2 separate regions of the Mus musculus genome follow, and region 1 is linked to region 2. Evidence: chromatin contacts called from public promoter capture Hi-C data. All regions are on one chromosome and are shown on one strand. Each heading gives the region's core, a stretch centred on a gene start, on an enhancer-like site or on the middle of the called end of the contact. The rest is flanking DNA. Distances are from core to core; before and after follow the strand shown.

Region 1 (4,940 bases), core at 1,985-4,484, 650 kb before region 2:
AAACAAGAAAGAATAAATAAAGTATAGTCAACTCAGTTGTCTAAAAAAGGATTCCCTGAAATAAAGCTTTGGCTTGCCATCATAATTAATTAGTCAATTTGTATGTAAAACATTAGAACAAAGCCTTCTGTAACTCGGTGTACTTTCTTCCTTTTATCATGTCTCATAGCCCTAGTATGATAAATCCATGATTGCTATTTCCTATTGTGTTGTTGAGGGGTTTTTTTTTTATTTTTTATTTTTGGTTTTGTTGTTGTTGTTGTTGTTAGTTTGTTTGGTTTGTTTGTTTGTTTGTTTGTTTGTTTTTGTTTCTCAAGACAGGGTTTCTCTGTATAGTCCTGACTGTCCTGGAACTCACTTTGTAGACCAGGCTGGCCTCGAACTCAGAAATCCGCCTGTCTCTGCCTCCTGAGTGCTGGGATTAAAGGCATGCACCACCACGAACGGCTTTGAGTATTATTTTTAACTATGGCAGAAACTTTTCATATAAAATAATATGAAAGATTCAGCACTCTGGGGAAAAAAAAGACCAAGAATTGCGTTTCAATCTCTAAATCAATTAAGATGTTGCTAAGCAAAGACACTGCTAGAATAGACTCTAAGTTTGAGGGAAACCTTGGGCAGCCCGCCTATGACTCTGGAACATTATGCATTATTTTGGGTTCAGATAATTAACTTAACACAATCAGAGTTCAGCAATAACCATGACTTTACAATCTTTACTTTGTACCTATGTTTTCAGAAAATACAGTCATTTGATTCTCTTGACCAACTAACAGTCACTGAACGATCTAATTTGAGCATATGTCTTTGGATTGGTTGATTTTATGCATTTGTATTTCTTTTACCCCCTGGAAATCTACTTAGCATTACTATTTCCCATATTTTCTTAAACTTCCACCTTCATTTATTCCCTTGGTAAGAGAGATTATCCTTCCTCTGATTTATTTTTTATTTTCTGTAGTTAGTGTTAATTACTGATAGAACACACCTGTTTGCCTCTCCTATAAGTTGCAAACCCATTCATAGCTACATCACCCCTGTTTAAAGTGGGACCTTCCTCACAGAGAAGTTACATGGCTTACAGAAACATCTACCTCAAGAACTTTTCATTTTTAAATGAAAAATTTTAAGCCTAGTGGGTTTCCCAGAGCTGGGGCAGGTAGCCGGCTATGTGTCCACACTGACTACTCTTTTAATAACTTGGGCATCTTGGAAGCATATAAAATCCCCTATCTCAACCTTCTCCAACACTCTCTACCACACTTGAGCTCTAATTATCTCTGCATGTAAAGGTATCTGAATACCTTTATAGCAGTGATGCTGTTGTTAAAAACAAACCCAATGTGCTGCACAAAGAAGCCAAACACAACTACAAACATGTAATCTTCCCTCCTATTTATGTGGCATTTGGATGTAAAATACTCTAATTCTAGACTTTGGGAATATGTTTAAATTTGTTTTGGCCCTTCATTATTTAAACAGAGAAATGTCACCAAGTTACTCACTCATTCTGAATTGCTTTCTGTTAAATACTTTTGATTTCTTTTCTTGTTTAAATATTTTATTCTAGAGCAGATTGGCCAACTCTTTTAAAAGGAGTAAAATTTTTTGGCTTGTAGAACACACATTCTTTGTCATAGCTACTCAACTCTGTCATTCTGCTATGCTAGCAGGAACAAAGCCATAGATGATACATAAATAAATGAGCAGAAATGGGTCACAATGAAATTTTATAAAAATATATGTAGGCAAACTTTGCCTCATTGTTCCTTTTTTCCAATATTTACCCTAGATTGTGTTTTTAAAGAATCATTTCATTATAAACTTTATAAAGCACTTACTTAATGCATCAAAATGATAATCTACTGGAGGAAAAGTCTAGACCTAAATATTTTCTACTCCACACCCTGAAACAGTATTCTTGGGACTCAGGTGCAACTCAGTGACATGTGATACAAGCTTATATATGACAGTGGCATATAATATGTGTTTATACACAACAGTGGTATATATGTGCTTATGTATGACAATGGCATATCATATGTGTTTATATATTACAGTGGTATATAATATGTGCTTATATGGAAGAGTAGAATATGTGTTTATAATAGTGATATATAATATGTGCTTATATATGACAATGGTACATAATATGTGCTTATATTTGACAGTGGCACATAATATATACTTATATATGACAGCGGTATATAATATGTGCTTATATATAACAGTGGTATATAATATATCCTTATATATGACAGTGATATATAATATGTGCTTATATATATCAGTGGCACATAATATGTGTTTAGAGTATGTGAGGCCCTGGACTCAATCATCACTACCAAGAAGAATTGGGAAATATATGTTTAGTTTTTGAAGCTGTTTGAAATTTTCTTAGGCTTGGATCCTATACATATCTAAATCTTTTTTTTTAAAGCTATTCTGTTTTACACTGCATAAAGCCTTCTCTTTAATTGTATGAGTATCTTTGTTTTGTTTTCTCACTAGGATAGCTTTTCCGTTAGAAATAATTCTCACTTAGATATTAGTGCTTCTGCCCATATTTCCCAGAGCTCTTAGTTTTGTGTTATGTCAGTATATTTATCCCCTTCCTGATGTCTCTCAGAAAGGCTTGATTATCTAACCTGGTAGTTTATTTACATTGTTGTCACCTGGCTACTTAACCCCCCTACTGCATTCTTTATTGAAGACATCATACTTTTTGTGCTTTTTCTAGTAGAACTTATGCAAATGTATTTTCTGCTGCAAAAGCCCGATTCCCTAGCTGAGTCAGTTAGGAATTCTCCTGTTACAGAAAAACTCGTTACATGTGGCTTACACAAGTTAGCCTGTTTATTTTATAGTAAAAGATTGACGGGAATTACAGAATCAACTCAAAAGTTCAAAGTAGAGCCAGAGGGATGGCTCAGCAGTAAAGAACTCTGGTTGCTTTTGCAGAGGGTCCAGGGTTGATTCTGAGCACCTACCTGGTTCCTGGCAGCCCCAACAACCTGTAACTCTAGTCCCAGGAGATCCAACAACTTCTTCTGGCCTCCTTGGCCACTTCAAAAATATGGTGCAGACATATATGCAAACAGAAGACCCTTATACATAAAATAAAAATAAAATGGAAGACAAGAGAGTGCAAATGAGGGTCAAAGGCCTCTTTTCCCAACTACCTATTTCTCCCCAGTGGTAGGAAGGTAGTGACTCCTCCCCCCATCCCGTGGAAGCACAGAGAGAAGGGAGTAAGGCAGAGGACCTTCCTCTGCTGGACAGGCAGAGTCTTCTCAGAAGTCCTCAGGAGGACGGCTTTCCCAGTCTCATTAGTTATGATTGAGTCACTTAGTCAGGCTCCACAACTCTCCTGCAGGCCAGTGTTTGGTTTTCTTATCTTGGCAGATGAAGGTAATGCAAAGAGTGGTTAGAGACAGTACTGAGCGAGCCAACCATAGTCTCTCTCATCTGGAGGTTTTTTTGTTTGGTTGGTTTGGGGTTTTTGGTTTTTGGTGGTTTTTTTTTTTTTCTTATTTAAAATCCTCTCTTTGGTCCATGAATCTGTTCACCTGATGTGATAATTAATCTGTCTTTAATATGTTGTAAAAGAGAAAAGAAGTCAGGCAGACATGGCACACAACTTTATTCCCAGCACTTGGGAGGCAGAGGCAGGCAGATCTCTTTAAAAGTTCCAGGCCAGCCTGGTTTACAGAACAAGTTCCAGGAGAACCAGGGCTACACAGAGAAACCCTGTTCCAGAAAACTAAAAACAAAACAAAACAAACAAACATATGAAAAGAAGAAACAAAGGCAACAGCTAAAATCCATATTTTGTATTATTTTTTATTAGGTATTTTCTTCATTTACATTTCCAATGCTATCCCAAAAGTCCTCCATACCCCCCTGCAACTCCCCTACCCACCCACACCCACTTTTTGGCCCTGGTGTTCCCCTGTACTGAGGCATATAAAGTTTGCAAGACCAATGGGCCTCTCTTTCCACTGATGGCCAACTAAGCCATCTTCTGATACATATGCAGCTAGAGACACGAGCGGTAGGTGCCATTAAAAGAGTGAAAGGGAGAAAAAAAAAGAGAGAGACATTATTTTGTACTTACTAAATTTGGGATTAGCCCATAAGTCAAATCTGGCTCAAAAATACCATTGAAAGTATTATTTTGTGCTTTAAAATTTATATGAAGTAAAATTTCAGTATCTGTGTGTTTACATATTGATTATGGCTGCGTTTATACTGTACCACCAAAGATGAATAGTTGCAATAAGACTCTATGTAGCCCACAACCCAAAATATTTACTGCTTGGTTATTTTCCTCCAAAAAAATAAAAATGTGTGTGTGTGTGTGTGTGTGTGTGCGCGCGCGCCAGATCATATTATTGCTAAAGTTTAAATATTACTTTAATTTAAAGAAGAAAAAACTCTCTATAGTATTTAGGCAGGCAGAGGGCTAGCAAGATGGATGAGTGGGTCCAGGGCTTGCCACCACACCTGTTCTCCTGAGCTCAACCCCCCAACCCACACAGTAGACTGGAGCAGCACTGCTTAATCTTGACTGTCTACTTTATGAGATCTAGAATGCTGTAGGAGACAGACGTCTGAGGAAGCCTTCAAGAGATTGTCTATATTAGGCCACGTGGGGTGGGAAGATCCACCTACGGGGACAGTGCCTTTCCATCCCTTAGATCCTCGACCAAGTAAAAGCAGAAGCGGAGTTGAGCACAGTAGATGCCGCCTTCCTCACGGAGGCTGCTGTGTGACCCACTCCCTCTAATCCCCACGGTTACAGAAAGATTGCACTCTCGGACCGCAAACCAAAATAAAGCCTGCCTGCCTTCCTAAATTACAGGAGTCAGATACTTGTAGCAGAAACCAGATAAGTAGCTAATGTAACTGGAATAGTTTTTAATGTTATGATGGTT
Region 2 (4,902 bases), core at 108-2,607:
CACTTCTGCCTTCTCCCTGCCTCGATCCATCTGAAGTCTCTCCCATCGTCACCTGGTTCCTTGTCATTTTCTCCCACAACAGTATCTCCCCTAATAAAAGCCATCCTGTTAGGTTCCTATTAGAGCCTTCCTCTGAGATCCAGCCCGACACAGTCACACGGTAAGAGGGGCTTCTGAAGCCAACTGATGACCCCCACTCTGTGATCCAATCATGCGCACATGCTGGGTAACAGGATCTGGCTTCATGGCGTCTCCCCAATTCTGATGCAGTACGCTTTGCTTTGCTTTTTACCAGTAGCACGCAGAGAGAAATTTCACTTAGAGTGTGGTAGGAGTTGAGAGAAAGCTAACTTGTGCTTTTAGGAAGGGATGAGCCGTCCCTGCCTCCCCCGACCCTGAGTACAGCATAAGAAACTCACAGTCCAGGGCCTTCACTAAGGGACCCTGGGTATTCGCCCACCAAAGCCCTGGTTCTCAACCGTCCTAATGCAGCGACACTTTAACGCAGTTCTTCATGTTGTGGTGACCCATATTTTTGTTGCTACTTCACAACTGTAATTTTGGTGCTGTTATGAACCATAATGTAAACACCTGACATTCAGAATATCTAATTAGATAGAACCTAGGCGTGGGGGTCGCGACCCACAGGTTGAGAATCAGTGAAGGCACCTGCTCAGTGCTCTCTTAAGCACCTCCATGACCCCCGAGACCACCCAGAAGCAACCAGGCACAAAATTTAGTTTCTGTTTACTTCTAAACCTTTCTCCAGCTGACCTCCAAGCAGTCTCAAGGCAACATGGGTTTTTTTGTTTTTTTGTTTTTGTTTTTTTTTTGGGGAGGGGGGGTAACAGGGTGGGGTTTAGAGTGGGAATACGTCCAGAAATTGTAAACTTAACCCACTCTTAACATAATGACTTTCCTACTTCTAAAGATTGTACTAAAACCCTAAATTTCTTTTTACTAGAAAAAGGCTCAGAGTATTTTCTGGAATTCCAAATATTTTCACGAGCCAGTTTACTTAGGACAGATACTGGAACAGTTGTCTTTCTTTGGCTATTTTCAAACTCTAATAAATACAAGAGGATTCCCAACTCCCACACTAACTGAAGATGCATCTTCAACTCGGCGATATGGAGAAGATGGCAACACAAGCTACAACTCTCAGTCCCCAAAAGTTTTGTCGAAAGTGATTAGAAAAAAATATCTTACTTTAGAAGAGTGAGTCCACACAGTCCTCCAGATTCCTTCAGGAGACAAACTTCAGATCTCTGCGCAGGAGAAGTCACATGCTGATTAATGCACGCTGGGAGGTGGAGTTCAGGTCCCCTCCGAGTCCTTTTGCTAATGCCTGTTAAGTAAGCTTTTAAGAAGTGTTTGCCACAGCCGTGCACTTTAGATGTGTCCATGCTGCCATCTAGTGATCAGAACGTGGAACTGTGAACGCCAAACAAAGGCCTGTCTTTTGTTTGTGCAAGTTACTTAGCAGGCCAGATCCAATGGCCAGGAAGGTGGAAGGCTGCTGGAAAACACACAAGGGACCCGAGGCACTAAATACTCTGGTCTTCCTAGCTCTTAACCCAGATTGCTTTGAGCGGGGAAAAGAAAACTTCCTTGGGGCTAAAGTCTTGTTTCTGACGTTAATCCCTCAGCTGCAGAATGCTGGCATCCTGAGTGCACTGGGCCTGAGCCGAGGAGCACACCCAGCTAGGATGGGAATCTTGAAATGAACAGAGCAAAATATCATGCAATCAAGTTGGTTGAAGACTACAGGAGCCACGAGGAAAGGGCTAGGTCTTGGCTGGGTCGGAGACTTGTGAGTTAACCTGGCTAGTGTCACAGTGATCATGGAGGTCATGTGTGAATGTCCTGCATAAATCCAGGGGCTCGACACATTTGGCACACTTTGCCATGGGCTCTGGCACTGCAAAGGCTACAAAACAAAGCTATCAGATTGCGAGCCTCCTTTGTCACCTGGGCTGGCCAGCCATGCAGGTCTGCTGGGGACGCAGGCTGTACTTTCTGAGGGCTTCCTTCTTGAAGAGAAAAGTGATGCCTCCCAGAAGGTTCTGGGTTCTGCTCCTCTTTCTGAGTGGCTCCTAAAGTGTGGGTTTCACAGTCAGTCAGTTGGATGCACGTGGGTTGGACGGAGCAGAGCAAGACAGAGAGCTGGTCCTTTAAGGCAGGCACAGGGTGGCTTCCTGTGCTGCTCAGTGTGTGGGTGCTTTCTGTTCCTCCCTCAAGCTCCTGCCTCAGGCCCTGGCTTCAGTCTCTAGCACGGTATAAAGCCCAGAGTGCTAGCACCGAGCACAAATAGATGTAAGAGCATCACAAAGTTTGCTTAGAACTTCACAGCCAGCCTGGACTACAGAAGACCCTTATTCAGAACAGCTGACCCCCTCAAAGGGGAAAAAAGAGCCCAGTTTAAAAATAAAAAGACATAAATCCTATGTCTCCCTGAAATAGCTGAGTAAGCAGGACCTGTAAACTGGCCAACCTACAGCGTTCTTATATGGAGGAGAAGGAAACAGCGGCTCTGCGTTCTTATATGGAGGAGAAGGAAACAGCGGCTCTGCCAGGGTGGTGAGGAGGGGACATGGTGTGCAGGTGAAGCCCAGCGTCTGCCACACACCTGCAGGATAAACGGCAGCTTATTACAGCAGACACTTCTGTGTGTGCTCCTTGCTCTAATAGACTTGTCTTTCCCTCAACTTGCCAGGGCTTTGAAAGGCGTTTGCTTTTAATGACTATGAGAGTGCTCCAGGATTAACTTCTGTCTCTGTCTCTGCCTCTCTCCCCCAAATAAGGGACCTATCTGTAGTCCCTGTACTTGGGAGGCTGAGGTAGGAGATTAACGAGGACAAAGTAGGTTTCATAGTAAGACCTAATCTCAAAGGAAGAAGATTCACTTTCAGAAGTATGTGGTTTCAATCCTGAACAAAAGCAGGACCCCTGCCCCAAACTCAAACTGTTTTACAAGGAGTTATGACTTAGGATTAACGTAAACATTTAAAATTGTGTATGTGTTTAGGTAAACATGGAAGGCAGAGGGCAGTTGGTATTGTTCTGTGGAAGCTACCCAGCTTGCTTTTTCACACAGGATCTCAATGGCCTGAACTCACCTAGTAGGTTGGGGTGGCAGGAGAGCCAGCCCCAGGGATGAGCTTGTCAGACCTCAGTAGCACTTGACTAGCGTGCCACATGGCACATGCTTGGGTCTTTATGCAGGTGCTGGGGATCAGAAAGTCCTCATGTTTGTGTGACAGTCACTCAACTCACTGAGCCCTTTCTCCAACCCTAAATTGACACTTTAAAGGTAAGAAACAAAGCCTGTCATTTTGTTAACACAAGTTTGTTGTGTAGCAGTTTCCTCTGAGATTGAAACATTCCACCCTGCAAGGAAGCTCCTTAAACAGGAAGGTAAACAATTCAAAGTAGTTCCAGGAAGTCCCTGAAACCGAGCAGATTCACTAGGCACCCTGCCAGAGTGAGCAATAAAAGCCTGAGTCCCTCTCACAAGAGTAGTTAACTCATCAAGACAACACTTAGACAAGCCAAGCTGTGGATAAGACTCAGAAAAGACAAGCTGAAAAGGAGATTCTAAGACCAGACCTGGTGCCTAGAAGAAGCAAAACCTAGCCAAAATACTGGAAGAGGCTTAGACTAGTCACTTGGAAGAGACACCTTCCAGCCTACTGAGTAGCCTGTAGACCATTCAGTGTGTTCCAGGTTCCTACCTTTTGTGAGCTGCCATCTGTGCTGAGGTTGGGGTAAGCCTTGGGGATCCAACTGCCTTCAAGCCATCTCTGCTCCTGTAAGGAACTTCTCACCCATATCTGTATAAGTAACCCCAGGTCAAAGTCATGGTTCACTGGGCTATACTTTGGTGATAACTATATTTTGGTTTGTCATGGACTTCCTGTCAGGGGTGAGTAGATGTGGGAAGCCACTTTAGCCTTAGAGACCCCATCTTGTATAATCTTGTATTTATAAGGAGCAGCTAAATTCCCAGAAACAATTTCTGGCCCCAGGTGCCCCAAATGAACGGAAGACTAAGGTTTTGTTGATTAGCACCCAGTCAGGAGTGAAACGCAGTAGCTGTAAAAGAGGCAGATTGGCTGGTGTCAAGCCAGGTTAAATGACCAGGGAAGCCATCTGAGGTATTTTATAGGTAGTAACCCACTTAAGATGCCAGGTGTGAAAGACAGTTAGAAATGTACAACATGCATGTACCTGGTTGGCTTCCCCTACCCTACCTAATTTGGGTGTTTTTGTTTTAAAAGGTTGCTCTACTAGAGAAAGGACCCAAGGAGCTGAAGGAGTTTGCAGCCCCATAGGAGGAACAACCAGTACCCTCAGAGCTCCCAGGGACTAAACCACCAACCAAAGAGTACACATGGAGGGACCCATGGCTCCAGTAGCATATGTAGCAGAGGATGGCCTTGTCTTGCATCAATGGGAGGAGAGGCCTTGATCCTGTGAAGGTTCTATGCTCCAGTGTTGGGGAATATCAGGACAGGGAAGCCGGAGTGGGTGGGTTGGTGAGCAGGGGGAGGCAGGATGGAATAGGGGGTTTTCGGAGGGGAAATGGGGAGAGGGGGATAACATTTGAAATGAAAATTAAGAAAATATCTAAGAAAGAAAGAAAGAAAGAAAGAAAGAAGGAAGGAAGGAAGGAAGGAAGGAAGGAAGGAAAGGAAGGAAGGAAGGAAGGAAGGAAGGAAGGAAGAAAGAAAGAAAGAAAGAAAGAAAGAAAGGTAGGTTTCTCTATCCCAGTCTGACTTGGTTTGAATCCCAACCAAACCCAGCTGTCTCTTTGATGGATCAATTTTTGAATAAAGATACTTTTGTTGGCTCAAACTTGGCTTTCATGGTAGATTATTCCCACATCCTCGGACCCGGGGA

What was found. Promoter capture Hi-C pulls out the DNA fragments that hold promoters and counts their contacts.
Region 1: a contact with region 2 is called in a promoter capture Hi-C map of liver, with 2.6 times the contacts expected there. The contact joins the enhancer-like site here to the promoter of Bdh2 in region 2. A contact is called at or near these places in 6 of 39 promoter capture datasets (the HPC-7 cell line, HPC-7-derived erythroid cells, cranial neural crest and 3 more), 7 of 484 Hi-C or Micro-C datasets (CD4 T cells, CD8 T cells, the G1E-ER4 cell line and 2 more) and 2 of 9 other capture datasets (adipose tissue and liver).

The regions. Positions count from the first base shown.
Region 1 is chr3:135,929,010-135,933,949 of GRCm38.p6, reverse strand. Gm31243 (a long non-coding RNA gene) reads right to left here. Exons shown (of 3, transcript XR_867649.1): 3 at 4,033-4,940. Among named protein-coding and RNA genes, the nearest start is that of Gm31243, 30 kb to the right of the region's middle. Within about 2 kb of position 3,234, at least 2 of the 459 cell types and tissues checked have an H3K27ac peak or open chromatin away from gene starts, as enhancers often do. A contact at or near this core is called in liver, where this site is marked.
Region 2 is chr3:135,277,676-135,282,577 of GRCm38.p6, reverse strand. Bdh2 (3-hydroxybutyrate dehydrogenase, type 2) reads right to left here and starts at 1,357. Exons shown (of 10, transcript NM_001172055.1): 1 at 1,210-1,357. It overlaps Gm46826 (a long non-coding RNA gene), which reads left to right. Exons shown (of 3, transcript XR_001783991.2): 3 at 1-146.